2 separate regions of the Capsicum annuum genome follow, and region 1 is linked to region 2. Evidence: chromatin contacts called from public Hi-C data. All regions are on one chromosome and are shown on one strand. The core of a region is the stretch at or near the end of the contact, and the rest is flanking DNA. Distances in the headings are between cores, read along the strand shown.

Region 1 (5,168 bases), core at 2,329-4,828, 150 kb before region 2:
ATCAAGGGCAGGAACAAGGAGCAAAGGCAATCGTGGTACACTATACCTTCTAGTATTTTATGGTCCAATTAGAAGGAAAAGGGAGACGCTTTGAAGACAAAGAAAGCTATATTAAGATGATCAATGTGAGATGTTTACTTTTATTTTGTTTTTTGCATGAGCAGAATTTTATTATTGAGACAGCGGAACTGATGTTAGATCTGATAGGATCCCCTTAAAGAACAGACCGAACATACATGTGCTTTTGATCTGTAAATACTTTTGCCTGCGCCTTCTTGGTGCTTTTTTATCAATACAATTACCAATTCTAACAAAAACTTACTATGGAGTGCTGACTTCCAGATTGTTCTCTGGACACAATGGAGGCATTCCACTCCTGAAGCTTGTCCAGGACAGAAGGGCTCCCCTGTTCTGGTACATGTATCCTCAACCTCATGGGGGCTCGTTTTATGGGGTAATGCTTTTGAAGCTCCCGAATGACCTCCAGTGCCTGTAAAAGTTAACTAAACATTTGCAGGATATAATAGAGCTAGAAAAGCAGTCAAGACCTCACATGATTAATTATAGTTGTTACCTGTTTCTTTGAGCTGCTATTTGGATCAACTGCAAAATGGATTTCATGCATCAGACGTTCAATCATGCTAATTGTGTATGGATGCTGAGTTTCAGGATTGATCGTCTTCTGCATAACTATGGTAGCAATATCCCTGAATTGACTTGACAACTGTGATTCCCTCTCCTTCCCTGCAACTTGCAGCTCTCCTTTGTCCAAAATCTAAAATACAGAAAATTATCTTTTACATAATACATCACTCTCATGTATTCCTAAAAAGAATAAAGAGTTGAAGAAGAGATGATGGTAGAGGGAAACATGGAATACCACTTAGTGGCACTTAAATAAGCTGCTTCCTTTGCTGGTAAGCTAAAACAATTTTGTTGGGCCAGTGCTTGAGTTATCAACTTATGAAAGTGTTAAACGTGATTAAAGCCACTACACCATAGGCTTTTGGAGGTCCTTTTGTACCCTATGCATCACAAGTTCTGAAGGCCGTTTCATGATGATTAGCTTACATGAGTAAATACTTACTCCGAATATTAACTCTTAACAGGCAAAACTGGATTAAAACAAATAGCTTTCCATCTTATTGATTCAGAAAGGCGGAATTGGATTAAAACAAGAAGTGAAAATATCTAAAATATTGCCCAAACTATCCAAAAATATAAACTAAACCAATTCCCCGGACATTACTTTCCAGAATCATCATACTCATAGATATGCCAGATAAGAATAAAAAGTGTAACACACTAATTTTAAGCAGAGTCATGCTTGTAAATAGCATATGCATATAACTACAACAACAACAATATACACAGTGTATTCCCACATAGTGGGTCTGGGGAGGGTAGAGTGTACACAGACCATACCACTACCTTAGGTGAAGTAGAGAGGTTGTTTCCGATAGACCCCCGGCTCAGGACAGATAACAGTATAACAAACACAAAACATAAATGCATATAAACTAATACAGTATGCAAAATAAACTAACACTGCTAGATAATACAGGAAACAATACAGCCACCAGATAATACCATAAACTATGTATTCGAAATCATAGACATCACTCAAACACCACGAACAAGAAACTCCAAACACAAACAAAGAAAATCTCATATGCATATAACTATGAGAAAAAATAGGAAACAGGAACTCATACAACCATAGAAAACCTCATAAAGAGAATGAAACCAAAAAGGTTAGAAGTAAAACGCCAACACGTTTGAACAACTTCAAATGCTTTCAGTACCTTCTGCAGTATGATTCAAGTAAAAACCTTCATCGAATGCTTTTCAAAAGGGGGAGGGGGGATGCTCACCTCCAGACAGATTTTGGTCTGATCATCAGTTCCAAAAGCCTTTGTCAAATCTTTAGACTTTGCAAGCACACCCTTTGACACATTCGAGTAAACAGTATGTGACTGCAACACTTCATCCACATCTTTCTCTCTACACCACAAAAAAATAATTCCATCAACCTATCTTCTAACAATACTGAGGATGTGTTTGGTTATGGAGGAAAACAAGCTCCTTAAAAATGAGAAAAATGACTTCCTTAATGGAAGTAGGGAAAACAAGTTTAATAAGTGGAATTCTATGTTTATTCATAATTGTATCCTCCTCACCCAGGAACCCATCCAACACCCCTGACCCCTTAACCGTCCCACCCCCAAGGCCCAAGGCCCCAGCCCTCCCACCCCTATATTGTTTTACTAGATTACACAGGAATGTTCTTGTAATAACTCTTTTTTGCTTTCTTACCAAAACTAGAAAATAAGTAAGAAACCAACTTGTTTTTCAAGAAAACATTTTCAATATAAAACATTCTCCTTCATACCAAACACACCCTTAATCTGTCTACCAATGACGGAACCACGATTTTCACTGAGTGGGTTCAAAATACGAACTAGTAAACACGCAAATAAAGCCAAAGGAGTTCAACATCTACTACATAGCACATACATACACGAAAAAATAATTTTAACCATGCATAAATCATGTAAACTCTTTTGATAATCGTGTTGTCCGGGCTAGCTTTCGGGCAACTCAACTAAATCCAACTGATACTTGTGTACCTCCCACCTGCAATAACAGATATCACATAACTGAGTCCACCAAGGCTAGGGTAGATGGGAAGAATCACCTAATGTTTTTTTATCTATGCTAGGCTTCAAACCTGAGACCACATATCCTCAAACCACTACATTGATCACTAAGTCACACCCTTGGGTGCAATAAATAGTGCAATTTTCAATCCAACAATTTTTTTTGCTTAACCTAAATTTTTACTTGAATCCCTTTTTGCACTAGTCTAATTCGTTTCTAAATATTAAAAAGAATTCCACCAGCCTATCTTTTAACAATACTTAGTCCGTCTACTAGCAAGGAGCCAGGATTTTCACTAAATTGGTTCAAAATACGAACAAGTAAATGCATAAATGAAGCCAAAGGGATCGACTCAACTATATATATATATATATATATATATATATATATATATATATATATATATATATATATATATAATGAAAATAATTGTAAGCATGTACAAAAAGCGTAATTTTCAATCCAACATTTTTGAACTTAACCTAAATCTTTTTTTACACTAATCTAATTAGTTTCTAAAAATACAAACTTCATACTAGAAAGTATTGCTCGACAAGAATGGAATGAATGGAAAGGAGAAAAGAAAGAAGGAAAACTTACACGCCAGAACGCCAAGAGAGGACCTTATTCTTATAACAAGCAATTTCGAAACGGTTACCATGCTTCTTAAGACGAACAACTGCAACATTAGTAAGTCTCTTTTGCCCTATCGGCTGCACCAGCGTCTTCGACATCACAGATTCTCGTCTCTGTTTCTGGTAGGTTCGACAGACGGGTTATGTTTTATGGGAAAACAAAAGGCGAACAGCGGCAGCGGAAAGAAAAGACAAGGACCAAGTTAATTTCCCCAATTTCGCATGTGTACTCATGCAACAGTTCAATGGGATACTACTATTTTTTATTCCTTTTTCTTTTTTGTTTTAAAAGATAGGCAGGCGTTTGCCCTTTGTTCATTCTGAAAATAGTACTACTAGTATCAAGACCCGTTTGGTCATGAAAACTTTTTCCCTTTTTTTGAAAAAAAAAAAATTAAAATTGAAAATTATGGTGTTTGATCATAAAAATTTTAAAAATAATTCTTAAAAAAAAAATCTGAAAAGTGAAAATAGGTTTTTGATGTTTTAGTAATTTTTCAACACCAATTTCAATTTTTATTATTATTACATCGGAAAAGACTCAAATATGTCACTGGACTATCAAAAATAACTCATTTATGTCATCCTTTAAATGTTGGACTCATTCATGCCATCGCCGTAACAAAATTGATCCATCCATGTCATTACTTTTAACAACCAATTTTTAGAAAACAACTTTGTCACGTGGCAGCATATTAGAGGTTCACGTCATTTTTTAATTTTTTAAAATTTTAAAAAAAAAATTATCCATTAAAAAGAATCCACATAATTTTTTGATCCATTAAAAATTAGTTTGATTTATGACGATTACGTTAATAGTAGAGTCAAAATTTTCATTAAAAGATTTTAAAATAACATAAAAATATATATGAACAAATCAATGAACATATATTAATTTATTTTATTCTCCCACACAAATATATACTCCCATGTTATCTAACTTATCAAAAATATATTAGATTTACTTTTGTTTTTATATATGTCAACTGGCCTTAGATTATATTATACAAATTCCATGTCATCTTCATTTTATTCTTTCTTCTTAGATATTTTATTTCATTAAAGAGAAAAGAACAATAAAATTTTAGAATTAATCAATTCATTGAATTAAGTATATAATGAAATGATAAAGACTATACATACATAATACTTGTGAGTTGTAACTTGCATGCATGGCTTATATATTATTTTTATTCAATTTCTAATTAGGATTGGACCACTTAAAATTAATTATATAAGGATATAAAATTATGACGTCTCACCAATTTTTATGTAACTATATCATTAAATCAAATTGTAATTTAAGAAAAACATAATTGTAGTTTAGACAAATATTCTACCTCCAATGATTAATGTTGATTGTCAAATAATTATCTTAATATATGATTGTGTCAAAACATTAAATGAAATATTAAAAAAGATGAAAGGGAGCAGTATAATAAGTGTTTGAGAGAACAATATTCCACGTGAAAAGTAAAAAAGAAATGAAATTATTTATAAAATGTCGGATATTTAAGGTCTCTTGAAAAAAAAATGTCAATTTGGTTCAAAGCGAATGATATCATACAATATTAAAAGTATTTTATGGTAATTAAATAGCACAATAATTGATATCAACACCACTGTATTGAAATTTTTGCAGGATGGGTATGAGGATGATAGAGTGACGGCATGAGACGTATTGTCTTTGCTTGTCTATGGATCAATTTACTATATTTGACCACAATTTTAAGCCGCAAACAATCCAAAAAAAAAGTCGATGAGTTTGGTAACTATAAATACTCGGATGATATGAGGCGATACACAAATAATCTCAAAATTAACTCACTAACAGTAATTAATCAAGTAAAACTTAGTTCAAAGGGAGATGAT
Region 2 (4,614 bases), core at 1,184-3,683:
AAGAAATCATAAAATTAGGATGATACATTTTTTCTTAATCGAAAATGTTTACTAATTTTAATATATGACAAATACATTTAATTTTCATTTATTTAGAATATACATCTTATTCCTTTATTTATAATTTTACCATAATTCTTAATTATTCACCATATAAATACCCATATTTAATATTAAAACTTATATTATTACTAAGGCTATTTATTAGATAGATTGGATGGATAATTACTTTTAACGGTTTTTCTTATCATTTATCAGCTTTTAAATGTATTAATCCGCTAGCCAACAAAAAGATATTGGTTGGTTTGGTATCAACTTAATAATTATCGGGCGGATAAAGGATGATGTAACAATTAACTTCACTATATCTTTTTCAATGAATTTAGCCACATTAGAAAGAAAAATTAAAAATTACACAAATGCACAACTTATGTTTCTAATATTACAAAAAATCTCAACTCTCTAAACATATTACAAAAATCCCAATATATACACAAATGTTATGTATATATCGGCTATGTTATGTATATTAATAGGGAGAGAGAGTAAAGTAATTAAAAAAATGGGAGTGAGTATAATTAGGATTTGATATTTATGTTATTTATAACTTTTTCATTGAGCTAAATGCATTGAGGCAGTGACAACGAAGTTGTCTGGATAGAAACTATTCACGCACGGTGAACAAAAACTTTGTTAAATGTTGACGACTTGTCGAAGAACATACTGAAAAGATGATCCTGTTGTGAAGAAAATATTCAGCAGTTTGGCTTAGGGTTTTTTTCACTGCCTAGGGTTGTTTTCCAATCTAAGAATTAAAAACTAAGAAGTGAATAATTGATTATTGAATGGGACTGTAGGCTAAGACTTTCCACATTAACTTTACATTTTTAGAATTTACAACGTATATTTCATAGACTTAAGGATAAAAGTACAACTTTATAACGGGTTAATCATTTATCCTATAAGGGGTTGTTTGATTGGGAACGTAGATATACTGAGATTAGTTATACTGTGATAAGTCATGATAGAATGAGTTATATTGGTACTAGTTATACTGGGATTATTTTTTACTGAGTGTTTGGTTTGTTGTATTTAAAGTAATATGCATGATATAATTTTTAGGAATAAATTAATTGATTATCAAAATACCCTCCATCTTATTTAATTTTTTTTAATATATATTTCTTTTCAAGCTTAAATATTTATTCTTAAAAATAAAACTTTCATCTTATTTAGCTTAATTTTTGTTGTGTGTGCGCATTTTCATGATTATATCGCGTGTATTTTAAAAATAAAATTTTTATCTTATTTAGCTTTAATTTTTTTGCGTGTGCCTTCCCATAATTATGCCATATGTGTTTAAAATAAATCCTACTACATCTTATTTAGTATGAAATAAAAACTTCCAACTTAAATTCGTTAAAGTAAAAGAGAATTTGTTGTTCATGACTTCATTTAAACACATATCACTCATATAACATAGCATATTAAAATTCATTTTAACTAATATATACAATATCAATTTTCAAGTGATTAAAAAACTATTTAATTTAGGAAGGTCTGGAGGACGCGAATTACGGCAGAGGATTAGGTCCAGTTTGGGTCGCTAGGGTAGGGAATTACTTGGTGGGGGTTTTATTCCTGTTATGATTCCGTGTTCCATGTTCCGTGTTCCATGTTTATTACGAATCTGTGTGCTTTCTTCTGCTTTCCTCTGTTTTATATTACTTTGGGTGCCGTATTTATGTTATGTAATCTGCTTCTGTACTTTACTATGTGTTTGTGTGTGATATCTCGTGCCTTGAGCCGGGGGTCTATCGGAAACAGCCTTTCTACTTCATCAAAGGTAGAGGTATGGACTGCGTACATCTTACCCCCCAGACTCCACTAGATGGGAATACACTGGGTTTATTGTTGTTGTTGTTCAATAATGCAGTCGATATTTTTATTATTTTTTAGAGAAATTAAAATATATAAATTAACATAGTAATTATTTAAATAAATTTAACGTATAATATATTCATAAATAAAATATATATATGTGTGAAATGAATATCATAAGATTTGAGGATATTTTTGTCCTTTTATAAATTTATCCGAAGGAGAAATTATGGTGGAATAACTATTCCACCAATTGAGTGGATAATTTATCCTGATATTAATTATTAATTCAAAAATAAATTATCCAAATATTATCAACCAAACAAGCATTTAAAAAAATGACCCCTAAGAGAATTAAGTAATTCATTCTACACTATAACCCTCAACTATAAAATTTTAAATTATTACTCCATATCAATAACAAAAATTAAATATAATAAGAATCAGAATCAAAATCAAAATTTAATATTAGCCAGCAAAAAATGCTATTATCAATCAAAAGATTTACTATGACAAACATTTGAAAACCTTCATGTAAAAAAAAAAAAAAAAAAAAAGAGAAGAAAAGAATATAAGAAGGGTCCGACCCTAACAACATGCCTTCCCCTATGTGCCTTTTTTCTGTTCGGTGACTGACTATTTAGTAACGACATGAGTTTGGAGAACAGTAAAACTGAAAACTCTGACGAACACAAAGCCAAATCCTTCTTTGATGTTTATGGCCCTGAGGTCCCTTTCCTATAATATTGCTTTTTCATCTTATGTATATGTTTTTTTTTTTTTTTTTTCAAAAAAACTTCTTTAATGGAGTACCAAAGCTCTGCTTTTGTATATCATGAATGTGAATTTATTTTGCTTATTAGTGGATGTGGGTATCCTTATAAAGTTCTTAAATAGTTATAGCACAGCTTTTCTGGATTTTTTTTTTTGTTATTGTTGTTGGGTTTCACGAGTAACATGGATTTCTTTGTGGAGCTTTTGAGTGGAGTTAGTTTAATTGGGTTGTATTGGATGGAGTTTTAATTGGTTAACTTGAAGAAAAGAGGAGATTGTTGCTAAATGAAAATTTAGTATGATGAGGATATATTGTTTTAATTGTGAGTTCAATGGAGAGTGGTTATAAAGGCATTAATTTTGAAAATTAATTAATCATGATAGAAACCCCAAAACAACAACATAGCCAGTGTAATTCCATAAGTGGGGTTTGGGGAGGGCAGTGTATAAAAGAGACAAGGCTAAAAGGGGGAAAATAAAGCAGCTTTTGTAACCGATAAAAGAAATATCTTTCGTGATTTGTAGATTGAGTTCATTTAAGTGAGTAATTTTAACTTGCTCACCCAAAGAGGAGGAGTGCTATTGAAGAAATTAAGATTCGTATTATTGAAAAATTTGGAACGCCGTGGTGACATACTATTCCTGTTGTCAGCGTCATTTTCTATTTGGTGTTTGCTTGGTATTTTTCTTCTGTTTTTGTTTGGGAGACAATGGTCATGTTGTTAATTTTCCAGATAGTTGTGTCTGATCCATTGTTATTTATCATTGTGAAAGAGAAATTATTATGCATGTTGGTTGAACTTTTTAATGTCTGTGTGATTGTTATACAAGGTTTGAATTTTTGATTGTGGTGTAGGCGCGAGCAGATATTGTTTTCAACAAACCAGAAGCCAACTCAACCTTGAATCTTCAAGTATGTTTAATAACATACTGATCGAGGTTATTTTTTCTTATTTTACAAGAGGTTAGAACTTGATTTATCATGCTTAATGTGATAATACAGGACGTGCAAGGACTTGTCACCTGGGTGCTTGCTGATGGGTTCATGCCATCATGGGTTTTTATCAAAGTAATGTATTTCATTCCTTTCTTTGCATGTTATCCACGCAGGCATGTATAACTGTATCAGACGCACAAACGTCTCACTTTTTTGGAATACGTTGAGGAAAATCTGGTGAGGACAGATTGAGCTGTCCTTACCTTGAGGTTTCTCATATCAATCTGGTCCATTTCAAGGATTGCTTACTGGATTATTTATATATTTGATAGTGTATAAATAACACATGCAACAATAATTGTTTGCTAGTGATCTAGAATACATTTTCATCTCCATGCTAGATAGGTGATGTAGATTTTGCTGGTAAGGTACATTAAAGCATTAGTCACCCGAAAGTGTATAAATGATTATATAAATCACACTGGAGTATCTGATGTTACCAAATTATATAACTGTTAGATTCACTTTTTCTGACTCACCTGTTCAAAAAGAATCAAATCATGTCTCCTTTTTGTCCTTTTTTGACACATGGAATGTAGAAATTGAAGATTGCTCAAATTAGTGAGAACAATGTAAAGAAGATCAACTTTTTTTTTCTTTTTTAATTTGTTCTTTCGGTGTAAGGAAAGGATGCCCTGCTGTCTTGATAATTGGGCAAAGGTGAATGACTCAGTTAAGTCACATTGGCCTAAGTTACTCGGACTTTTCACTTTCGGTGCCGCACCCGTGTTGGCACAACATGGGTGTGGGATATGTACCCGATCTGTTCAACTGATTTTGGGTACTTTGACCAAAATGATAGGGAAAGTTTAGACACATTTAATGATTTCTATAATTAAAACAAAAGCTAAGGTGAAATTGAAGAAAATGGTATACCTTGCTCATAGAAATTTCTATGTTATTGCTTTTCCTTTTAGATTCTCCTCTTGATCAATATTTTCTCCTCAAGTTTTCTATATAAT

Evidence for each region. A called contact is a pair of places that touch in the nucleus more often than the background predicts.
Region 1: a contact with region 2 is called in a Hi-C map of leaf, with 2.4 times the contacts expected there. The contact joins the promoter of LOC107867738 here to the promoter of LOC107867739 in region 2. A contact is called at or near these places in 3 of 5 Hi-C or Micro-C datasets (leaf, pericarp and placenta).

The regions. Positions count from the first base shown.
Region 1 is chr4:171,643,659-171,648,826 of UCD10Xv1.1, reverse strand. It overlaps LOC107867738 (ribosome maturation protein SBDS), which reads right to left and starts at 3,578. Exons shown (of 6, transcript XM_016714117.2): 1 at 3,262-3,578; 2 at 1,875-2,004; 3 at 575-775; 4 at 323-490. The coding sequence starts at 3,395.
Region 2 is chr4:171,497,989-171,502,602 of UCD10Xv1.1, reverse strand. It overlaps LOC107867739 (small RNA degrading nuclease 5), which reads left to right and starts at 2,433. Exons shown (of 10, transcript XM_047410858.1): 1 at 2,433-2,610; 2 at 3,512-3,568; 3 at 3,659-3,724. The coding sequence starts at 2,533.